3 separate regions of the Mus musculus genome follow, and all the other regions are linked to region 2. The links are chromatin contacts, called in public Hi-C maps. All regions are on one chromosome and are shown on one strand. Each heading gives the region's core, a stretch centred on a gene start, on an enhancer-like site or on the middle of the called end of the contact. The rest is flanking DNA. Distances are from core to core; before and after follow the strand shown.

Evidence for each region. A called contact is a pair of places that touch in the nucleus more often than the background predicts.
Region 1: a contact with region 2 is called in a Hi-C map of cerebellum, with 2.0 times the contacts expected there. The contact joins the enhancer-like site here to the promoter of Car10 in region 2. A contact is called at or near these places in 5 of 39 promoter capture datasets (cranial neural crest, embryonic stem cells, hippocampal neurons and 1 more), 7 of 484 Hi-C or Micro-C datasets (cerebellar granule neurons, cerebellum, cerebral cortex and 2 more), 1 of 115 datasets of contacts at active chromatin or transcription factors (embryonic stem cells) and 2 of 9 other capture datasets (adipose tissue and liver).
Region 3: a Hi-C map of cerebellum shows a contact between it and region 2, with 2.2 times the contacts expected there. The contact joins the enhancer-like site here to the promoter of Car10 in region 2. A contact is called at or near these places in 4 of 39 promoter capture datasets (the 3T3-L1 cell line, hippocampal neurons, pre-B cells and 1 more), 3 of 484 Hi-C or Micro-C datasets (cerebellum and cortical neurons) and 2 of 9 other capture datasets (adipose tissue and liver).

Annotation. Positions count from the first base shown.
Region 1 is chr11:93,270,617-93,274,141 of GRCm38.p6, reverse strand. The region is part of intron 3 of Car10 (carbonic anhydrase 10); the gene reads right to left. Among named protein-coding and RNA genes, the nearest start is that of Gm35002, 32 kb to the left of the region's middle. Within about 2 kb of position 1,926, at least 9 of the 459 cell types and tissues checked have an H3K27ac peak or open chromatin away from gene starts, as enhancers often do. A contact at or near this core is called in cerebellar granule neurons and cerebellum, where this site is marked.
Region 2 is chr11:93,096,993-93,100,463 of GRCm38.p6, reverse strand. It overlaps Car10 (carbonic anhydrase 10), which reads right to left and starts at 2,098. Exons shown (of 10, transcript NM_001361708.1): 1 at 1,742-2,098; 2 at 178-818. The coding sequence starts at 238.
Region 3 is chr11:93,343,654-93,347,166 of GRCm38.p6, reverse strand. All of the region lies in intron 4 of Car10 (carbonic anhydrase 10), which reads right to left. It overlaps Gm35002 (a long non-coding RNA gene), which reads right to left. Exons shown (of 2, transcript XR_388957.4): 1 at 1-3,513. Among named protein-coding and RNA genes, the nearest start is that of Gm35002, 41 kb to the right of the region's middle. Within about 2 kb of position 2,071, at least 1 of the 459 cell types and tissues checked has an H3K27ac peak or open chromatin away from gene starts, as enhancers often do. A contact at or near this core is called in cerebellum, where this site is marked.

The sequences.
Region 1 (3,525 bases), core at 677-3,176, 170 kb before region 2:
AGAAACCAATGACTCAAATCGAGGAGGGAGTCTGCAAACAGTGACTTCCACGTGCTAGTGGCTCTGTTCTCAAATGCTGTGCTCAGCACTGGCTATATATAGCGGCGTGAGTAAGATTTTTTTTTTCATGAAGTGTTAAGTTTCTCAAGCTGTAAGTCAAAACATTGTGCTAGTCAAACAGTCTTTGGGAAGGAGAACGAATTCATTGCCAACACCATTAAGATGGAGTTCCTCTTTCTGTAGCAATCAGAATGGACTACTTGTATAAAGAAAGAAGCAAATAAAATATTGTTCTTTTTTGTTTGTTTGTTTGTTTGTTTTTGTGGTTTGTTTTTCATGTGAGCTGCATTTTTCTTTTCCCTCTGACAGTAGTGGTACACATCCTAGGGTTGCATTTGTTTTTTTAGGACTGCCTTAACAACTGCTACAGGAAGGGAGGCTAAAACAAATGGAATTTACTTTCCACTGTCCTGGAGGCTGGCCGAAGTCGAGCTAGCAACTGGGTTGGTTTTCTCTAAGGATGCTGAAGGAGCATCTGTTCTATGTTCTTTCTTAGCTTCTAGTCATTTGCTTGCAGTTGCTGATTTTCCTCGTATTTTTTCCACGCACCATCCCCAAGCCAGTCTGTTCTCACTTTTACATGGTATTAAATTCTTCGTTTATAAAGAAAACATGTGCTGGATTAGAAATCCACCCAACTCTTCTATCACGCCATTTGAGCATACCTAGTTATAGCTACTATTTCTAAATAAGACCATTTTCGTTAGTCTTAGAGAATAAAGACGCCACATGTAAAATTTGGGAGAGGAACACACTTCAATATATAACTCATGGTAAAAGTTGACAAACACAGTCTCAAGAAGATGCTAGGAGTACATCTACTACAGATCTCCATTATCTTCTAGAGTCAAATAAAATGACTCATCCAGGCCAAGTTGCAGAGTAGGACTGAGAGCAGACCTATCACATGGGCGTGCATGGCTGTGCTCTTGTTGATGCTCTGTAAGCACATCCTGCTACTTTTAGCTCCCTCCTATCCCCAAATTGAATTTGCAGGAAACTAGTAGCTAAGACTCATATGGGAACCTCAACTCCAAGTTGATGAACCATGTCTTTATCAACTAGTTGTACAAAATCCTCTAAAAGAAACACCACCACCTGAATATTAGAGACTGCAATCCTTGGAAATTTAAGTGTCAGCCATGGTACCTGGCACCTGGTCTACACTCTAAGACCATTTGAATTATGAAGCTCAACTGATGTTAGTAGTCATAAATATTACATGGGCTCAGAGCTTCCATCCTATAAAGTGTTAACAGATCTACCCTCATCTGCTCCCTTTAAAGGCTTTGGACAGGAAAAGAGACTTGGACCCTAGGACGAGTGACTGTTAACTAAGTATTCCAGCTCTGCTGATAAAACTTGTGAACTATCTCAAGTTTGGGTTCAAATTCCAGTGCCCTTTCCTGCATTCTTACAGCAAGTAAAATCAACTAAAACAAGCTTAAGTTCAGAGATTTTTTTTTCTGTGTCTCTCTTGGGAGACTCTCTCAAGCCAACCATCTTTCCCTAAGCTTCTCCAAGTACTTGAGGCATCCGCTACTGTGCACTCAACAGATGGTCATAAAATATGAACAAATGAAGACAGTTCATCTTCAGACCCCAGGGAGTCACACAGCCACAAAAGCAGAGGATTTGAATGGGCTTAGAGGATTTCTAAATAATGCCCCTTGCTTTACAGATAAGAAATCTAAGGCTTTAGGTCCCAGAGAGAGTTAAAAACCCAGATAGCCTGACTTCAATCCAGCATTCAGATGGCTTGCAGGATCTGGCACTGATTCAATCAGAGAATGACCAGCTGGAAAAATGTCCTGACCAGACGTGTTCATCCCCCTTTCTCTGAGGGCTAGGAAGGTCATTAAAAATGCAGGAGAGAGACTGCAGAAGAGCATAATACTGTGCACAGCATTATTCAAAATCATTACATTGGAAGCCCTGGTGCCTGTGGCAAGCAGAGTCGCTTCTGTGAACGGGGATGAAAAGAGGTCGTGGGTTGCCGAATGAGGTGTCTTTCTATAGAGACCCCATTACAGCACCAGAGGAGAGAGCATCCGTACCTTCCAGGGAGTCTGTGTAAAAGATAATGTATGCTTCGTTTCTGGCCGTCAAGAATCACAAAAGAGATAGGGAGTTGGAGGCCCTATTACTGATGACCTCTCTATAGAATCCAGTGCATCTCATTTTTAAAAATAGCCTGGCTCCTGGGTGGAGTTTTTGATGGGCTTCATAAGGGAACTGAAAGCTGTAGGGAAAGTCTTGGTCTTGAAAAGAATAAAGAGGAAAAAAAAAAGACGGTAAGGGAAGCAAGAAAAATGTTGAAAAAGAAGCTTGTCTTACTACTCCTAAATCTTCCTGTCCTCTGAGTCATTTTTGATCTTTTGCACCTCCTCGCATGCAGACGTGTTCCTTCGCGGCCATTTATCACAAACTTTCTCCACAGCGCTGAACAGGTTGGATGCTCATCACTCCTGGAGGCCCTTGCTATTTCCGTGACGGCGGTGCATTCTCACTGGCTTGGCTTTGAGGTACTTTTAGGGAAATCAGCTTCCTACCCTGCTCCTTTCCTGTCTATATAACTTCTTGGCTTTTCTGTACTTCCTGCTCCTCTAACATGCCATTGGCTGCACACTTTCTCAGTCATGCCCCCCGTCTTAGCCAGGGTATGATATGTTTCTCTATGGATCAACCAGCTGTGCATAGTCTGATCATTTGTTCAGCATTGTGCCTGTGTTCTCATAGACCAAGTTCATTCATCATCTCTTATGTGTAATGTTTGACTGAGTGAATATATCTTTAGTTGCCAGACATTTCAGACTTTCTCTCTCTCTCTCTCTCTCTCTCTCTCTCTCTCTCTCCCTCTCCTCTCTCTCTCTCTCTCTCTCTCTCTCTCTCTCTCTCTCTCTCTCTCTCTCTCTCTCTCTTTGCATGGCCAAAGAGAACCATGCAACAATGCACAGGGTGACACTATACTTATCAACAAAATCAGGAAGCAGAAGTGGTGCCACCCCAGCACCAGATAGGCCCTCAGGGAAACAATTATGGAGACATCAAAGTAATATCTTCAGTTGTGATGGGAGATGTACAGCTCCTTCTTGTTCAGCAAAAACCTTTAAAACAGTTTTTAGACCTGTAAGGAAGTAGAGGGTGTTTTTCTTTTTAAGATCCACACCAAAAGCAGAGGGAAACAAGCCAGCCTGTTTTGGGAGAAATACACATGTCACGTGGGTCCCCTAAACCTCTGCTGAACTCTTTCAGATCTTAAGAATGGAGGCAGGAGATGCTGCTCATGCTGTTACATAAAGGGGTAAAATTAAGTCCAAAGGGAAGTTTATCTCTCCAAATCCCCATTCTTCTGTATCCAGCCATGGTCCAGGTTGCTCTAATCTGTCCTTGAAGTAATAAACTCTTAAATAAACAAACCCAGGCGGCACAAGACATGGTTATTTTTCCCCCGAGCAGTTTTTA
Region 2 (3,471 bases), core at 849-3,348:
AGGTCTTTGATTCATAAGATAGCAAAGCCACAGAACGAAAAAGGCCCGTGCCACCTCTTTGCTTCCCGCCCTAAGTCTGCACACGATAAAAATAAAAATAATAATAATAATAACCACACATTCTAAACACCACCACAGAACACACCACCCCGCCAGCAACCCCAGCACGTCCCGTACCTGATATGCAGACGATGAAATTGGCTTGAAGAAGAAAAAGCACCTCCCAGACTATTTCCATCCTCTGATTCTCATTCCAGGTGCATCACTCGACGGGAAAACAGGGGGGAAGGGGGGAGCCCGACACGGTACACACATACACACACGCACACTCTCTCCAGAGAGCGCACACTCGCGCTCCCACCCGACAGCCGGCCAGGGACAGGCACCCCCAAGATCAATAACGCAGTTTGAATTGTTTCGGCAAATCTCCCCTCGGGCTCTTCGGATGTACTCCCCAGATGTGCTGACACATGTCCGATGCCTCGTTGCCTCGGAGGTCTCCCCTCTCTTGTATCTCTGCTCCTCTCACCAGTGGCAGAAATGGCACTTGCGGCGACCGCGGTGGCGGCGGCGGCAGCCACCTGAAGCCAACAGCACTGGGCTTTTCCTGCAAAACCGAGACCCCGATCCGCCGGGCGCCCCAAGAAGACATAGACAACAGCCCCCCGCTGGGCCGAGCTGTAGAGTTCTGGGCTCTTGCTCTCTTTCCGTAGGCTAGCTGAGCCCAGGTAGTCCGCGACAAGTTGCCCTCGAAGTCCGCCCCCCTTCACCGGGGCATGGTCAAAGGGTGACTGCTGTCTCTGATCAGGCCAGTTCTCCTGCTTCCGGAGGGGTGGGGAGAGAGGAGCAGACACCGCACACAGAGAAAGAAAGAGAAGCGGGGATTATTGCCCGCAAACACAGGTCACCAGCTGCCTCCGTTGACCCTCCCTGCTCCCCAAGTCCTCGAGCCGCCTGCCGCCTCCAAGCTGGCTTCAGGCGATGCTTCCAGGACGCCGAGCCCAAGGCTAGGCTCCCAGGACTGGGGTGCGTCGGGAGTCTCACTGACTCCCCCTCGTTGCACGCGCGCTTTCCGCTTTTCTGCTATTTTCCAGGGCTCCCCAGACCCCGCAATTGCCTCGCTTCCATCGCCCGCAACTAGCACCGCCGCCGAGATTTTCCGCAATGCAACTGCAGGGGTCGTTATTTCCTCGCCTACGGATCCCGACGCCTTCCCACTTGGAGAGGAGGAGGGCAGGTGGGGGCGGGAGCACGAGGAGGAGGGGAAGGAGAAGGCTCGGCCAGGTGAGCTTCCGTGCGGCCGCCCGGAGTCCCCACGTCAGCGGGGCGGCCAGGCACCCGGGGGCGGAGGCAAAAAGTCCGTCCCGGGGAGGGCGGCGAGGACATAAGGAGCAGTAGCTGGGAGTCAGCACTTCAGGCCACTGCCTCGGCCGGGACCCTAGGCGCCAGCCTTGGAACTCCGCCCCGCCCGGCTGCCCCGCTTCCCCTCCAGGAGCTTGGAGTTTCTTTTTTCTTTAAAAAGAACTTCTCGGCTGTTCGCTCACTACAGAAAAGCCGTGCGGGACTCATCTTGGAAGGACTGCGCTGTGCTCATTCCCTCTGCAGCGGAATTTGAAGGATTTTTTTTCTTTCTTTCTTTCATAATCCATTCCCTGCCCTCTCCTTTTCGTCCCTCTCCTGCTCCCTCCTTCCCCCCCCCCCCGCCCCCATCCTGCTCGGATGCCAGAAGAAAGCTACTTACCCCACAGTTCTCTTCGCAGATTCCCTGATCAGGTGCAACTCTTGCCCGCAAGTCCCTCACCTCCCTCCTCTCGCAACGGACACTCTAAGTCCGGGTACCAGCGGCCGCCAACCGCATCCCTATCAGAGCAGCTACGGGAGAATCCGATACCATCGGAAACCCAGGCCTCCCGGGAAACGGGTTTCCCTTCTTGTTTTTCTTTCACCGTTTTTCTTTAGAAAAGCTCTCAAACGCTTTGGTGGCTTTTGATGGACCCCGGGATACTCTCGGTCAGCGACACTCAGCAGCTTCCAGGGAAGGAGATTTTCCCCCAGCAAGCCGGCGCGCGCGCACTCTTGCCCAGCGCGCGGCTCTCTCGGGCCCCAGGGGAAGGAGGGGGCGGCGAGAGCACCACCCACCACCCAGGCGGAGCCGGAGCCGCCGGGTCTGCAGAAGGTCTAGCCCTGGAAGGGCGGCCTGGGAATGCAGTGCGGATGCAGGGTAAATGCTAGGAAATCCTGCGCTCCGGACTGCTCGCCTAAAAGGGCTAGGGGTGAACAGGGAAGGAAAAACTGCAGCAGATTTGTGTGCGTCTATCAAGGCAGGAGTGGCTGGCGGAAAGCCCCAGACCTACCTCTTTTAAGGGTGCTGAAGAAGAAGAGGGCAGGGCAGAGGGAATCCCTGGAAAGATCTGGGGTTTGTGGAGAAGCTTGTCCGGATACCCAAGTGTGACGTTGGGAGGCTTTGCATAAGCGCGGATGGACACACACAACAAACACACGCACAACCCACAGGGAATATTTTTGTACTTTTAAATTGCTGATGCTTAGAAGCTGTTTCACTGTGAGCCTCGATCTAATAAGCATAGAAAGAGTGGAGAAGTGGAAAGGAAGAAGGTGGGAAAGAACCATGTTTTTTGATCTGCACAGTAGATGCAGCAAACACAGCGAACATCCAGACTGTGTGGCATCTAAGGGTGCGGCATAAGAGCCAAAGTAGTTACACCAGAGGGCTCCCCGGATTCTTGAATGGAGTCTAGGAAGTCTAGAGATTCTCTGTACTGGGAAGTCGGGCGTCATGAGACCCGGAGGGGAGCAGTGGGGGTGTGGGGGCTGGCGCTGAGAGAGGAAGGAAAGCAGCTAGCTGACTGCAGAAACCAGAGTGTGCGGTTCTGCAGCCTCCGGGGATCCTAAAAAAGAACCGCTGGCAGTCTTGCCTACTCTTTAAGAAGGAGGTGTGGCCGAGGGAATTTTTTCCCCCCTCTGAGACGACAGCCAAGGACTCCAGGTGGCCAACGCATTAAAAATCGAGGCTCGGATGAAATAAATCCATGCTTTTTAGGTAGAGAACTTTGAGACTCAGCAGGAAAGACATTGAGACTTGAGAACATTAATAGAATCAGAGACGGTGAGAATTAGCCCATTTGGGAAACATAGAGGGGAGTGTTTGTCTCCGTGTCTTGAAAGTAGACTGCATGAAAGGGATTTTTTTGAGCAGAGAGAGAAGAAAGCAGTTTGCCAAATGTGAACAGAGCCATCGTAGGTCAGCACCACGGATAGCGACCTACCTTCTGTGATTCCAAGCTGGTTTACTGACAGCAGGAGAGCTTTCTCTCTGGATGTGCAAGCAAAGTGACTGGGTTTTATACCACATAACCATTCATTTATTAACGGATTATGCAAATATCAAGTGACTGACTTATATACATCAAGCATTGTAGTACAGTGTTGTGGTTTTAAAACTGAAAAGCA
Region 3 (3,513 bases), core at 822-3,321, 250 kb before region 2:
TTTAGATCACTTGGTGTACTGGTCAAATTTGTGCTCTTCTTGTGACAAACGGACTGGGACAATCAACTTAAAAGAGGACAAACTTCTTATGGATCACAGGTGCAGCAATTTCAGTCTGCAGTCAACTGGCTCAATGGTGTTTAGATCTGTGGCGAGTCAGAAACATGATGGTGGGAAGGCATGGCAGAAGAAAGCCCTTCACCTCCCAGTAGACAGTAAGCAGAGGAGATTTTTTTCACCCATGTAGATCCCATTTCCTTACTCATTGGCTAGGAACCGAGCCGTCAACACATGAGCTCCTGGTGACATTTTATACACAAACCTAACAGCTGAGAACTCAGCTTTGGCTGCCAAATCCAGATACTTCCTCTCAGCCTCTCCAGAGAACTTGGACTTCTTGGACATAGTAGCTAGATTCTGAAAGGGAGAATCCCAAATGTGGGCCCCTACAGACACCCCAGGACAAAGTGAATATCTTCAGATCACATTGTGACTCTGAATTCACTGTCTCTTCTCTCATAGTTTGGTGATTATGTATGGCTAATCAATAATTAACTACTCATGTGTTCAAGTGGATGGCAGGGTAACTCCCAGACAGCATGGTTCATTGGAGGACTATCTTTAATTAGAAATATTTACTTCGTAAGCTTACTCCCTCATAGGAGCATTTCCAATTTTCAAGAACAATAGAGGGACACTTAATATTCAGCTGTACACTCCAAATGGAAGTTTCTTCTACATGCATTAAGATCAGGAAGGCTACTATTAAAGTATCAAAACATATCACCAAACATTATTTGCAAACATGTCTATGGATGTCTAAAAGAGAGCTGAGAACATCTACATGCACTATTACCCTTTCATTACAAGTGAAGTTCTGAGGACCTGGGTGGGAGAGGGCTATGTGGGGACTGAGGTAGGGTATACATACAGGAGAGGGTGTTGATGAGATGTAGACCAAAAAGAAACAAGAAGATTCTCGGGGACTGTGACCTTTGAGACGCTCTGATTCTGGCCCCAGAGACTAAGCAACCCTGAAAAAGTAGCCTTACTAAGGACTGTCTTAGGAGACCAAGTTCTTCCAATTTCTTCACCTGAATAGGAAGACTGATTCAAAAAGGGTCATTTCTAGTGTTCCTTCCCTCCTATTATTCCATCAGTGTGTTCTTGGGTTAAGGCAACTTCACAGAATGAGACGTCTCAGTTACTTTATGTTGGTTATAAACACAATCACAGATAAGTCTCTTTTAGTGATGCGGTTCATACCTGTGAACAGCATGGGCAGGTGAGTAGCATCCAGCCTCTGCCATCATCTGAAGCTGAGGGAAGGGACAGACCACACTGCCGGTAGACGTTGTCTTGAGTCCTGGGCTCTCAAATGTGTGAATGTAATATATGTTACACTGCCTCAATCTTCCTGACCCTTTTCTACTTTTCTTGAAATATGAAGCCTATAGTTTAATGGAAGAATAAGTGAGTTGAACTTTAAAATCTCATTCTAGTTCTTCCTACCATGGCGGTGTTTTTGTTTTGGATTTTATCCTTTTCACCTCACATGAGTGACAAATTGGTTATGTTGTACCTGCAGCTTTCAGTTACCACAAATCTCTTCGAGAAGTCGTCAGGGTATGAGTAATATGCATAAATAAAAAATGACTGAGCAGTATTTCAAAGTAAAGCATGCCTACATGAAAATGTGGTCTCAAGATAGTTTCAAATGGACAGTTTTTTTTGTGTGTGTATGTGTGTGTGTGTGTGTATGTGTGCACATGTGTGTGTGTAGTATGTGTGTGTAAATATATAATAACTATTAAAGAAAAAGAGAGCCATGAATAGGTGAGGAAGTGCAAGAAGAACTTATAGAAGAGCTTGCAGGGGAACAAAAGAATGGGAGAATGCTGTAATTATATTTTAATTTTAAGAGTAAAAATAATTAAAGTGCTTACTGGGTGGCTAGCATCTGACAGACAATGCACTGGACCATGTGGAGGAAGTTTCAGGATCGCTCACTGTTTGTAAGCTTTGCCACTCCATTTAGAGGTGGTTGAATTTGAAGCTAGTTGGCAGCGAGGCCAGAAGCACAGACCAATCTGCCTGCCTGCCAAGGAGAGAATTAAAACTTGCTCCTGTTCAGTGCACAGCAGGCGGCTTGGAACTAGTACTATAGATCAGTCTGGGTAAACAAGGGTATTTCTCCTCCTTTCTGGGTTTTCATCTTTTCCTAAGAAGGTCAACAATAGCTTGGGAATGGTGATCTAAAAAAGCTGCTATGATTGACAAAGGTGTAAGAGACAGCAAGGACAAAGCAAAGAAACGGAAGACTATTTCTGATGGTTAAAACAAAAAAGAAAGATATCAGAACAGGTGAATATATTGTTTCTAATCATTATGCCAAGTGCACTGAAGACTTACCTGGGCAAGGCGCTAAGTGGGATTAAGGCTCTGTGTGCATTAGAAGAGGGGATGGTGCTGATGGTGAGTACTAAGACTTATGGGACTCACAGAGGTAAAGATGAGATAGATAATTAAGTGTGAACAGACACCAGAAGTGCTGAGGGTCCTGGAAGGTTAAAACACTAAGGAATGAGAAAAGGGACCAGTCAGGTAACAAAGGGAACTTGATGAAGGGGAGGGTTCACTTCACCCTTGCCTGGAACTAGAGGTGGCAACAGGAAACAATTCACGTTAGAATTTGTGAATGAGATTGTGAGGGAAAAGCCTGGAAGGAAGGAACCCAGCAGAATCTAGACCATCTTTAGTATGGCCTGACTCCTTTGCAGTTTACTTGGAAGTGAGCTGTCATCAGTAAGGTTGTCTTCAGCCATACATGGAAGAAACATGGAGCAGAAAATAAGTCCATTAAAGAAGAGCTTACTTGTTCCATAAAAGAAGACAGCCAGGAAGCAAGTGGCCCAACCTTGGCAGAGTGACTAAAGGTATCAAGAGAGATCATGGGCCTTTCTGTTTGCTCTGACCTACTGTTTCTCACAGGTAGCTGTATCCTCATGCTTTTCATGCTGTGGTCGTGATGTTCCCTACTAACCTCACACCTGTGCGGCTGGCAACAGAAAGGTCAATCACTGATGGACTTTCTGGTAGCTCTCCTTTCAAGACCAGTGGCCAGAAATGGCCACGCCACTCCTAGAGGTTGAGGAATGGAATATTTCATATCTCATGACTCTATAGTAATGAACACTAAAGGAAAAACCTTCATTTCCTGCTGGCTAGCCAGTTTATAGTATCCACTGTGAAGAAATGATGCTGTCTAAGAAGGAGAATAGTAAGATGAGGCTGTGTTTTTTGGCAATGAATTTGGCTGCACTCTGTACCATAACATAGAGAATGCGCACGCACACACACGCACACACACACACACACACACACACACACACACACACACAGTGAAACCAAGGTCTAGGTAGTGGAGTGACAGACTCATAGTTATATACTACCAAATGCTGGAATTTAGTTTAGAGCTCCTCAGCTCTTTCCACCACTTCTCAAAGTAGACTC